Linked DNA regions of Oncorhynchus mykiss: region 1 is linked to region 2. Evidence: chromatin contacts called from public Hi-C data. All regions are on one chromosome and are shown on one strand. The core of a region is the stretch at or near the end of the contact, and the rest is flanking DNA. Distances in the headings are between cores, read along the strand shown. Region 1 holds the start of LOC110520535 (cytochrome c oxidase assembly factor 5). Region 2 holds the start of LOC118944715 (putative protein FAM47C).

The links. Hi-C and Micro-C count contacts between places; a contact is called where the count stands out from the background.
Region 1: a contact with region 2 is called in a Hi-C map of liver, with 5 times the contacts expected there. The contact joins the promoter of LOC110520535 here to the promoter of LOC118944715 in region 2. A contact is called at or near these places in 2 of 3 Hi-C or Micro-C datasets (blood and liver).

Annotation. Positions count from the first base shown.
Region 1 is chr3:72,770,409-72,776,822 of USDA_OmykA_1.1, forward strand. It overlaps LOC110520535 (cytochrome c oxidase assembly factor 5), which reads left to right and starts at 1,343. Exons shown (of 3, transcript XM_021597926.2): 1 at 1,343-1,659; 2 at 1,982-2,065; 3 at 2,171-2,651. The coding sequence starts at 1,558. The coding sequence ends at 2,212. It overlaps LOC110504700 (alpha-1,3-mannosyl-glycoprotein 4-beta-N-acetylglucosaminyltransferase A), which reads left to right. Exons shown (of 16, transcript XM_036975100.1): 16 at 1-1,121. It also overlaps the pseudogene LOC110504707.
Region 2 is chr3:72,601,556-72,607,607 of USDA_OmykA_1.1, forward strand. LOC118944715 (putative protein FAM47C) reads left to right here and starts at 4,428. Exons shown (of 5, transcript XM_036965172.1): 1 at 4,428-4,838. LOC110504668 (AF4/FMR2 family member 3) reads left to right here. Exons shown (of 17, transcript XM_036975094.1): 15 at 90-139; 16 at 268-461; 17 at 864-1,662. The coding sequence ends at 985.

The DNA.
Region 1 (6,414 bases), core at 93-2,592, 170 kb after region 2:
TCCTCCCCAATTCAGGTGCCATTAACCTCCTGTAATGCTGACAGCCACGCTCCCCTAGGGGCGCATCTTATCTACTCTGATTAAAGAGCAATTTGCATTGCTCTTTAATGCATAGGTATTTTCAGGATAGGTCAAAATGTGTGTTTTTTTTCATGAGAAATGTTTATACAATAAGAGATTTTATGAAGATTTCGTTTTTCTATCAAAATTCCATCCACGTGAGAGAAGATTGTGATCGGTTTGATTTGGAGTGCTATTTTAAATGTCAAAGATGTGCATGCATGCACGCACGTCCAATTCTAAATCAGCCCCTACATCACAGCACTTAATGTTGGTCTAGTAGGGTTGGACAACTACAGTATAAGGAACAAATCCCAGCTATACTGTCAGAGGGCAAGCTGGTGCCTACCCAAATCTTTAAATAAAAACTCTTAGGTTGGATAAAGACAAGGGGTGGATTTCGAAAGCGGGCCACTTTGTACCAGGTTTGCTTGTCTGTAAATGTCCTTTATTTATTGTGTGATTGATTGGTAAACTTTTTGAATGGAGCTGGCCCCTCCCCTGAGCCCCCTGGTCAAACCAGACCCTCTCGCTCACACCTGGGCCTTTATTTAAAGAGCGCAACGGATTAGAACCTTCAGATAGAACTCTATGCTGTAGATCCGATATGATTCTCTGTGTAGAAATGGGAATCGTGCCAGATCTATACATTACATTTCTATCTGCAACGCTCTAGCGAAGGATATGAACCTCTTCTTAAGGTGGAGGACGGCTTGAGCAGAGGGGAACACAAACTGTGTTTCTCACTAGTTTGAAGGGGGTTACTTCCATCCTTTTTTTGGTGCCCTTCATCCACGCTTATCTAAGATCGTTTAGAAAAGCAATATGGAGGTAAGCCTATTATTGAGTCGCTTGCCTAGACCCCAGAGGTAGATGAAAGGTAAGAGACAGACAGTCAGGCTCACCCCACCCCTGCCTGCTTCCACCTTCTCTGTTCTCCCCATCAGGTCATGTCGTGTGCCTTCATCACTATGTTAGTATATCTGCCTCTGATAATTTTGACATGGCTTTACATGGACATCATTGAAATAAATCAAAATGGTTGATACAAATCACATCCATCTGTTTTCTGCCTTGGTTTCATTATTTCACATAATTCAGTTCTGATGGGAGAATGCCTCATTTCCATCAGCCACACATTCCTATAGAGTCAACCATCTAGGTTCAACATACATCAAGAGATGGCATAAACATGTTGGGGTTGCTGCAGGATCTATGGAATCATTCTTGCCATCGTTTTCCTTTTGATGTTCTGCTGAGAGATAAGCTTTGAGTGGCACCTAGCGGTATACTTGAAAAAGTACATGTTAAAAATCTAATTTCGCTGAAACTACAAACACTCCCAGCATGCATGTAGTTCAATTTTTATATTCCCAGGATACTTTGCGAATCAAATATGGTGGCTTGCATTACAACGTTCATGTAACATACTGTAGTTAAATATACTCTTCAAATCTAAATTTCTTGCGTAATTGTCTTAAATGTAAGTGCAGCACAATGCCTAAATTCTACGAGGACAAAGAGGAGGATGGCAGGGCCTGCTCGGGAATCAGGGAGGACTTCAGGGCATGTCTCCTTCAACACGACTGCGTTGTAAAGGTAACGTTATGGAAAATATGATATTCCCTTTCATCTGAGGTTATGGTTTACTAGCTAATATTATGCTTTACAGTTTTACTTGTATAACATCCCTTATTTCAAAGCGTAGGACTACCTTAAAATTGTAAATTGTGGCTTGTTGGTTGGTTGAGCCACACTTCTATTATAAAAAGAAAAGTGCAGCGCTTTCTACACCTGGTCATTCTGGATATTGATGCATGTGTTGTGTGGTCAACGTAAACGGTGAGAATGATCAATAACATCAAAACACTAGTCTTGGTACAAACGTGTTTGACTAACTCCATGTTGTCCATTCCTGCAGGAGGGGAAGATGCCCAGTCAGTGTCTGAAGGAGGGCCACTGTAAAGCACTGCAGACCTCCTTCTTCGAGTGCAAGAGGTCCATGGTGAGATCACGGGTCATCACTGACATCAATGACATTCATTCAACACTTGGAATATCCTTATGTATGGAACTGACTTGTTTCTGATCTTTCCCTCTATTTTTACAGTTAGATAACCGGTCCAGATTCAGGGGAAGGAAAGGCTACTGATGGACCAAAGTTGAAAATCTCTGCAACACGCAGCATTGAAATGATTAATTGTGAATAGTAGCAAAACTAACTTAAAGTGGTCCAAATGGGTGTTGTATTTTATTATGCTGACTTCACTTGAGCACTTGATTTGAAGTGGTTCTGTAGAGAAAATATATGCTCTTCAAATAGGTATGTTGGACTTATTACCTCCTGAAGTGATGAGTGAGTCTGTGAATAGGCCTACCACAATTCAAAGCATAGACACTTGTACGTGTGTGGAAGAATGCTGGGCTGCTCTTCTGTTTCCATGTTTTGAAATGAGCGAACTTCAAGGAACTCTAAAGCAGGACTGTCGGCTCTCCCCTTGGCTGTTCTGATGATTGACAGACTGCTAAATTGGGCCTCTGTTTTTGAACAACTGTGTGTAATAAATGTGTCATTGAACAGATGAAGTGTTTGCGAATGTGCTTAGTGTGTCATTATGGAGTCTTCAATGCACACAACTGCTGGTTTAAATTACATTAGATTTATTTAATTCCAGTTTTATTTTTACTGACAATACAGTAAAATTACACGGTATCATTCATACAGACCTGAGTTAACAGCAATATTAATAGAAATGGGGACATACAACTATTACATAAGAAATTATATGAAATCTATTTAAACTCCTTCACGAATGTAGGTAAAATGGTCGTTCAGATTTCTATGTACACTAATACAAAAAATGTACTCATTTAGCATACTCTCTTATCTAGAGCGACAACGCATTTAGGGTTAATCAATCAAATGTATTTATAAAGCCCTTCTTACATCAGTTGATATCTCAAAGGGCTGTACAGAAACCCAGCCTAAAACCCCAAACAACAAGCAATGCAGGTGTAGAAGCACGGTGGCTAGGAAAAACTTCCTAGAAAGGCCAAAACCTAGGAAGAAACCTAGAGAGGAACCCGGTTATGAGGGGTGGACAGTCCTCTTCTGGCTGTGCCGGGTGGAGATTATAACAGAACATGGCCAATATGTTCAAATGTTCATAGATGACCAGCAGGGTCAAATAATAATAATCACAGTGGTTGTAGTGGGTACAACAGGTCAGCACCTCAGGAGTAAATACCAGTTGGCTTTTCATAGCCGATCATTCAGAGTATTTCTACCGCTCCTGTCTCTTGAGAGTTTAAAACAGCAGGTCTGGGACAGGTAGCACGTCCGGTGAACAGGTCAGAGTTCCATAGCCGCAGGCAGAACAGTTGGAACTGGAGCAGCAGCACGACCAGGTGGACTGGGGACAGCAAGGAGTCATCATGCCAGGCAGTCCTGAGGCATGGTCCTCCGAGAGAAAAAGAGAGAATTAGAGAGAGCATACTTAAATTCACACAAGACACCGGATAAGACAGGAGAAATACTCCAGATATAACAAACTGATCCTAGCTCCCCGACACACAAACTACTGCAGCATAAATACTGGAGGCTGAGACAGTAGGGTTCGGGAGAAACTGTGCCCCTGTCCGACGATACCCCCGGACAGGGCCAACCAGGCAGGATATAACCCCACCCACTTTGCCAAAGCACAGCCCCCACACCACTAGAGGGATATCTTCAACCAACAACTTACTATCCTGAGACAAGGCCGAGTATAGCCCACGAAAATCTCCCCCACGGCATGAACCCAACCCGGACAGGAACATCACGTCAGAGACTCAACCCGCTCAAGTGACGCACCCCTCCTAGGTACGGCATGGAAGAGCACCAGTAAGCCAGTGACTCAGCCCCTGTAATAGGGTTAGAGGCAGAGAATCCCAGTGGAGAGAGGGGAACCGGCCAGGCAGAGACGGCAAGGGCGGTTCGTTGCTCCAGAGCCTTTCTGTTCACCTTCACACTCCTGGGCCAGACTACACTCAATCATAGGACCTACTGAAGGGATGAGTGTTCAATAAAGACTTAAAGGTCGAGACCGAGTCTGCGTCTCTCACATGGATAGGTAGACCATTCAAAAGAAATGGAGAAAGCACTTAAGTATTGGTATTTATTAGGATCCCACTAGACACTGCAAAAGCATCAGCCACTCTTCCTGGGGTCCACATGAAACATGACATCATACATATTGACTAACATTATTAGTCAAGGACTGAAATACATCCATTTGAAACGTCACAGCCTACATATCAGTACATACACACAATATCTAGGTCTAATACATAATACAGTGCAAATGACAATATATATAAAATGGCTGTGTCTCTTCACAGTCCCCTTCGTGCAGTAAGGTGATCTTTTATCTTTTTTTAAAACTGGTTTTATTGCTAGCTTGAGTTACCTGGGGTGGCAGAGATTTCCATGTATTGATAGCTCTATTTAATACTGTGTGTTTCCCAGTATGGTACCTTCAACACATCAATACCTCACACGAAGACCAATAATGATGCAGTCAATCTCTCCTCAACTTTGAGCCAGGAAAGACAGACATGCACGTACATCAAAGTGCGATACGTGCTGCTTTGTTCTGGACCAACTGCAATTTACCTACAGTGGGGCAAAAAATAATTTAGTCAGCCACCAATTGTGCAAGTTCTCCCACTTAAAAAGATGAGAGAGGCCTGTAATTTTAATCATAGGTACACTTCAACTATGAAAAAAATCCAGAAAATCACATTGTAGGATTTTTAATGAATTTATTTGCAAATTATGGTGGAAAATAAGTATTTGGTCAATAACAAAAGTTTATCTCAATACTTTGTCATATACCCTTTGTTGGCAATGACAGTGGTCAAACGTTTTCTGTAAGTCTTCACAAGGTTTTCACACACTGTTGCTGGTATTTTGGCCCATTCCTCCATGCAGATCTCCTCTAGAGCAGTGATGTTTTGGGGCTGTTGCTGGGCAACACGGACTTTCAACTCCCTCCAAAGATTTTCTATGGGCATGAGATCTGGAGACTGGCTAGGCCACTCCAGGACATTGAAATGCTTCTTACGAAGCCACTCCTTCATTGCCCGGGCGGTGTGTTTGGGATCATTGTCATGCTGAAAGACCCAGCCATGTTTCATCTTCAATGCCCTTGCTGATGGAAGGAGGTTTTCACTCAAAATCTCACGATACATGGCCCCATTCATTCTTTCCTTTACACGGATCAGTCGTCCTGGTCCCTTTGCAGAAAATCAGCCCCAAAGCATGATGTTTCCACCCCCATGCTTCACAGTAGGTATGGTGTTCTTTGGATGCAACTCAGCATTCTTTGTCCTCCAAACACGACGAGTTGAGTTTTTACCAAAAAGTTATATTTTGGTTTCATCTGACCATATGACATTCTCCCAATCTTCTTCTGGATCATCCAAATGCTCTCTAGCAAACTTCAGACGGGCCTGGACATGTACTGGCTTAAGCAGGGGGACACGTCTGGCACTGCAGGATTTGAGTCCCTGGCGGCGTAGTGTGTTACTGATGGTAGGCTTTGTTACTTTGGTCCCAGCTCTCTGCAGGTCATTCACTAGGTCCCCCCGTGTGGTTCTGGGATTTTTGCTCACCGTTCTTGTGATCATTTTGACCCCACGGGGTGAGATCTTGTGTGGAGCCCTAGATCGAGGGAGATTATCAGTGGTCTTGTATGTCTTCCATTTCATAATAATTGCTTCCACAGTTGATTTCTTCAAACCAAGCTGCTTACCTATTGCAGATTCAGTCTTCCCAGCCTGGTGCAGGTCTACAATTTTGTTTCTGGTGTCCTTTGACAGCTCTTTGGTCTTGGCCATAGTGGAGTTTGGAGTGTGACTGTTTGAGGTTGTGGACAGGTGTCTTTTATACTGATAACAAGTTCAAACAGGTGCCATTAATAATACAGGTAACGAGTGTAGGACAGAGGAGCCTCTTAAAGAAGAAGTTACATGTCTGTGAGAGCCAGAAATCTTGCTTGTTTGTAGGTGACCAAATATTATTTTCCACCATAATTTGCAAAGAAATTCATAAAAAATATGTGATATGTGATTTTCTGGATTTTTTTTCTCATTTTGTCTGTCATAGTTGAAGTGTACCTTTGATGACAATTACAGGTCTCTCTCTTCTTTTTAAGTGGGAGAACTTGCACAATTGGTGGTTGACTAAATACTTTTTTGCCCCACTGTATGTCGCACATGACCAGACAGCTGGACAGAAGTCCAGGTGTGACAAAACGAGGGGCTGTGGGATCTGTCTGGTTGACTGAGATGTCAAGAAGGCAGAGCAACGCC
Region 2 (6,052 bases), core at 3,178-5,677:
AGCACCAACATTTGGTGTGATATAATTAAACGCAGATGTATTCAAATTAAATTGGATAGATTGTAAACATGCGTTTTATTTCGTTCCAGAGTTCTCCCAAAGTGCCTACTACACCCCCCATCTGGAGCGGCTCAGGAAAGTAAGGAAGTCTCTCCCTCTCTTATTTCCTCCCTCTAAATCTCTGCAATGTATTTGTGAATGTGTATATAGTATTAGGTTGATTTGATTCGCCCCAGTGAAGCATCATTGTGGTGTTCTCATCCACAGGGGCACAGGGGGGCCTCCCTCCTCTCTCTCCCCCAGCCCCTCAGCCCTCCCCCTGGGCAGCTCCCCCTCTTCCCTCATCAACATTCCCCTGCGTATCCACCAGATGGCAGCAAATCACCTGAACATCACCAACAATGTCCTATACAGCTATGAGTACTGGGAGCTAGCAGAAAGCCTGGTCAGAGACAACAATGGTGAGAGAGACTAACCCATTATTAGGCAATGTGTAGATGGACTGAAATGAGAGTTGTGGCTTTTTGGAGAGAGAGAATGTGAACATTGTTTCAACAGTGTACATAGACATTTAACATGTTATATTATTGTCTATTATTTTTGAAACTATTGTGAGTGTAATATTTACTATGGATTTCTGATTGTTTGTTTCATTTTTGTTTATTGTTATTTTCACATGCTTTGGAAAGTTGAGAGCTCAGGTTGTTGATACTAGGTTTCATTGTTTTACTTGATTTTATCTAACTCCTTTATCTATCTCCTCTCCCCCTCTCTCTCCCTTCCTCTCTCTCTCTCTCTCTCTCTCTCTCTCTCTCTCTCTCTCCTTCTCACTCTCTCCCTCTTTCTGTCTCTCCTCTCTCCAGAGTTCTTTAACTACCTGAATACACTGTCAGGGCCATTGACTCTCCACAGTAGTATTGCTCATGCAGTCCAGTACACCAGACAGGGTCTTCAGTGGATACGCATCAGTGCCAGCGTGGGCTAGTGGCAGGAGGGAGAGAGGGACACAACCAGTGTGATTATAAGTGGAGGATTCCCCCTGCATTCCACGTCGTCAGGATTATTATTATGCTTCAATTCTCAGCATGTACCGTAAATGATGGGTTGGGTTTATACACAGTGGTGACGCTTTACCTTGTGCTTTATCTTGATTGGGGGAAGGTGTTGTTATCCCTACAATCAAGCAGAGCGAACTGTCTTGGTATCTCTTTCCTCTTCCTGTTCGGATTGTCAGTGCAGATCTACAAAGTGCCACATGGATTTAAAGCCTTTAAACTTGCTGCTTTGCCAAATGTGCCACATGTGACGATGAAACAAACACAGAAACTGTCTAACAAGGACATTTTAAGAGAAACATGGCTCAGTGCACCAGCGAGGACTTTATGATTCTTCTACTGTACAAAACATGGACTGTAAAAGATCAAGAGACCTGGACTACATTTCTGAATACAATGCATTCAACCACAGTAAAACTCTAACTAGCCTCCGTTGCAAAAAGTCACTGTGGTAACCAGTGACCATTTCCTCAAAAAGACCATTCCTGTCCACTGGGCACAGACGCCAGTTCAATGTCTAGTTTTGATTTACGTTTGGTTGAGTTGTCTACTAACGTGAATTCAACGTGAATAAACAAACATGTCATCATGTTATTGGATTTAGGTTCAAAGTCGGTTGGAAAAAAGACTAAATTCCCTGCCGTTGATGACTTTTTACAATCAGTTTTCCACGTTGATTCAACGTCATCACATTGATTGTTTTTGTTAAAATGACGTGGATACAACATTCATTCAACCAGTTTGTGCCCAGTGGGAAGAGACCTGGACTGCATTTCTGGACTACATTTCCCATGAGCCTTTACAGGACGAATGGATTCATCATGGGAAAGGTGAAGTTGGGATTTGGAGTTTTCTTTTGGATTGTCAGACCACTCATCCCAAAGGGTAGATCAAGTTACCGGTAGCTTTGCTTTTTTGTTTAATGACTCCACTATGGGATGGCCTTTTTAAGGACATTTTGAGATACCTTTCACTTTTTTATGTGCACTGTGTGTGTCAGACCATTCATTTTTACAAAAATACCAAAACTAGAGCATTTAATTGTTGTTTTTCTGGCCAGCATTCATGTTCCTGTCTTTGCAAAATTATTATTTATAATATCGTCTAATGTGGTTATCAAAAGTTACATACCAAAATGTGTTTCATAAATGTCTTTTTGATATTGCAATTTGTATGTAGGAGTCTATCCCCTTGTTTATTGAAGTAGAATCTGTACAGTGAGTGTAGAAAACATTAGGAACTTTCCATGACAGACTGACCAAATCAAATCACATTTTATTGGTCACATACACATGGTTAGCAGATGTTAGTGCAAGTGTAGTAGCAAAATGCTTGTGCCTCTAGTTCCGACAATGCAGTAATATCTAACAAGTAATCTAACAATTCCAAAACGACCTAATACACACACATCTAAGTAAAGGTATGGAATAAGAATATATCCATATATGGACGAGCGGTATAGGCATAGACCAGCTGAAAGCTAAGATCCCTTATTGATGATTCTTCTTAAATCCACTTCCATCAGTGTAGATGTAGGGGAGGAGACAGGTTAAATAATGATTTTTAAACCTTTTTGATTGATTTGATTGATTGTGTATGTGCACCATTCAGAGGGTGAATGGGCAAGACAAAAAATGTAAGTGCTTTTAAACAGGATATGGTAGTTGGTGCCAGGCTTTGTGTCAAGAACTGCATCCCTGCTGGGTTTTTCATGCTCAACAGTTTCCCATGTGTATCAAGAATGGTCCACAACCCAAAGGACATCCAGCCAACTTGACACAACTGTGAGAAGCATTGGAGTCAACATGGGCCAGCATCCCTGTGGAACGCTTTGGACACCTTGTAGAGTTCCTTCCCTGACGAATTGAGTCTGTTCTGTGGGCAAACTGGATATTAGGAAGGTATTCTTTATGTTTTATCTATCTGATGATGAACCAGATAGATTTATACTTAGTGATCTCTCAGATATTTCCAAAATTATATTTGTCTCACTCAACTTTTCTTATTTAGATGTGTGTGTGTGTGTGTGTGTGTGTGTGTGTGTGTGTGTATTCCAGTTATATAGGCCTAGCTCCATTTCTGCTCAGACTGTTGCTCTTAACTCCCTAGCCAACATGGAGAGATCTCTCATTGTGCCCCCCTCTCCTACACCTCTCCCTGTCTTTGACTGACTGACTCCCTAGCCTATTTCTTTCTGACCCCCACACCTTTCTTGCTTTCTCTGAATAGGTTGTCTTATAGCTAATTATTCTTTGTCCATCACTTATTACTGCTGCCCTTTCCACCAATAGGAAGACTGCTATGACAAGCCTCTGCATCCGCTGTCTGGAACCATAGCAACAGGCTGTAGCCTACATCTGTGCACGTGACAGGCACAATGAAACGAGACCAAAAGTAGAAATATAATGTATTTAAAAAAATATATACATCAGAGAATCCATAATTAGAATTAGGCTAGACGAAATATGACAATCGAACAAACTTGAAATATCAAATATGATGTATTGACTTCATGCATCTTTAACGGATTTTCGGGGTTAATTAGTTTATGAATGAACGAACAAACGTGCATTGCACGCGATGACGTGCTTGGGATGAAATCGTCACCCATTATATTAAATCACTGCAGCCGAAATTGGAATTGAACTGGTAATTTAGATGTTAAATCAGCATAATATCATATAGGCAAAAAGTGTTAGAACCTGTCATAGGCCCACTAATGGCAGAAGCTAGCCTACAGAGACTTTTGAGATAACGGTTTACCCAGAAGCAGTAGCCTGTACTGGACTGAAGTATCCGAGCTCTCCGGTGTGTCGGTATTCTCTGCATGTACGCCGCCCGTCATTTGTGCGTAGGTCTGTGCGCGTGCCAGGTTTTCTGAGGACACTGGCTGGTGGCACAGCGGCCAGTCTGCATCAAAGCACGAGACAGAAGAGAACAAAAAAAAGTGCTCTTTTTTTGTCACACTCGGCCTAGTCTACCCGCAATATTTTGTTCACCAGAGTCCTAATATAGGCCCACTATAGATTATACACACTGTCTGTTTTACCAGTCTACACTCTAGTCCAGACCATTTTCTCCGTTGTGCTCTCTCAATTCAATTCAATTCTCTCTCCCACTCTCAGTGTATGTGTGCGTGCATGTATTAGGGGACCAATGGGCTGGATGAAGTAACAGTAAAAACACAGTCCATTCAATGAGGACGTGCGTGCGTGAGAGGATATGTGGGTGGTCGATAGTAGCCCACCACATCCGTTCGTCCCTAATCTCTTTGGCCAAATCTCCTTTAGATTTTTAGACCCCTTCTCCGGTGTTTAAATTGAGTAATCGCCACTTTTCTCTGCTGTGGAGACCGAGGAGATAAGGGCTAAGGGAAATGAGCAATGAAATGGAACTTGTCCCTTCACAGCGCTGCGTCAAATGTAGTGTTGTTGACTCGCCACTGGGTGGCACGATAACCCCAGCCAGCGGCAATGCGAGCTTTCACTGACCTGACAGGGAGGAGGGTTCAAGACGGTAAACAGTGACGGGAGGAACCGCGGAGTTGAGAGGGAGAGCGAAGAGAGGGAAAAAAGCAGCCAGGCTGCTGAAAATGGAAAGTACACATAAAAGGGTGATCGAAAATCATGCAAGAACCACGAGAGGATGTCAAACTTGGAAGACCACGACAGTTACACCAAACTCCAAATAAGGAATAACTCCACTGCTTCCTAGACGGGTTAGAAGCCTGCGAGAGCGACATTTAGCTGCTTGGTTTCAGGACAAGTCAGTCAGAGAGGAAAGGTGAGTAAGCAAAGTGACTACCGCTTTTACAATGGGAACTGTGCAGAGTGTGTGTGGACACTTTGTAGCACACTCGTGCACACCTCTTGTTGTCGATTCAGTGTTGAGCAATTATGTAACAGGATTTCGATGTAAGTAACGTTTTCCCACTGCACACACAATTTGTGCAGAGTGTGGTGCTGCGACACATGATTCATTCTGTTAGCCAGCTACATTTGGTTGTTTATCAAATAGGGGATACGTATAGTTGTTCTGTTTCACACATGTACAGTGTGGTCCAGCCACAGCCAGTTCTCGCCATGCAGGTCGACCACTAATAAGTGTTCGTGTTCAGATCGAGGAGGGAGGAAGCAAGGAGAAGGGTTAGTTAGAAAAGGGACTGGCTATATCTGTAACCAACTCCAGCAAGGCCTGCAAGCGTGACCCCAGTAACCTACTTGCTTGAATGATTTTCAGTACAGTAGGCTAGAGTCAGTGAGGAGAGCATTGTTAGCTAGTTACAGTACATCATATCTAACAGAGCTGACAAAGAAAGGGAGAGGCTGGAGTTAGAGGGGGTTCTACTAAACTAACATATTCAATTGTTTTAAGATGGTCATACATGATACTTTTTTGCTATTTGATTTAGAATTTTAGGACCCACGTAGGTATACATTTTTTTAAATAAAAAAAATTATTTGATAACTTTGAACATTGAATTTGGCCTGTACTACTATAGCCCATAGAAACACATTGAATTTGGCCTGTACTACTATAGCCCATAGAAACACATTGAATTTGGCCTGTACTACTATAGCCCATAGAAACACATTGAATTTGGCCTGTACTACTATGGCCCATAGAAACACATTTAATTTGCCTGTACTACTATAGCCCATAGAAACACATTGAATTTGGCCTGTACTACTATAGCCCATAGAAACACATTGAATTTGGCCTGTACTACTATAGCTCATAGAAACACATTGAATTTGGCCTGTACTACTATAGCCCATAGAAACACATTGAATTTGGCCTGTACTACTATAGCCCATAGAAACACATTGAATTTGGCCTGTACTACTATAGCCCATAGAAACACATTGAATTTGCCTGTACTACTATAGCCCATAGAAACACATTGAATTTGCCTGTACTACTATAGCCCATAGAAACAAATTGAATTTGGCCTGTACTACTATAGCCCATAGAAACACATTGAATTTGGCCTGTAC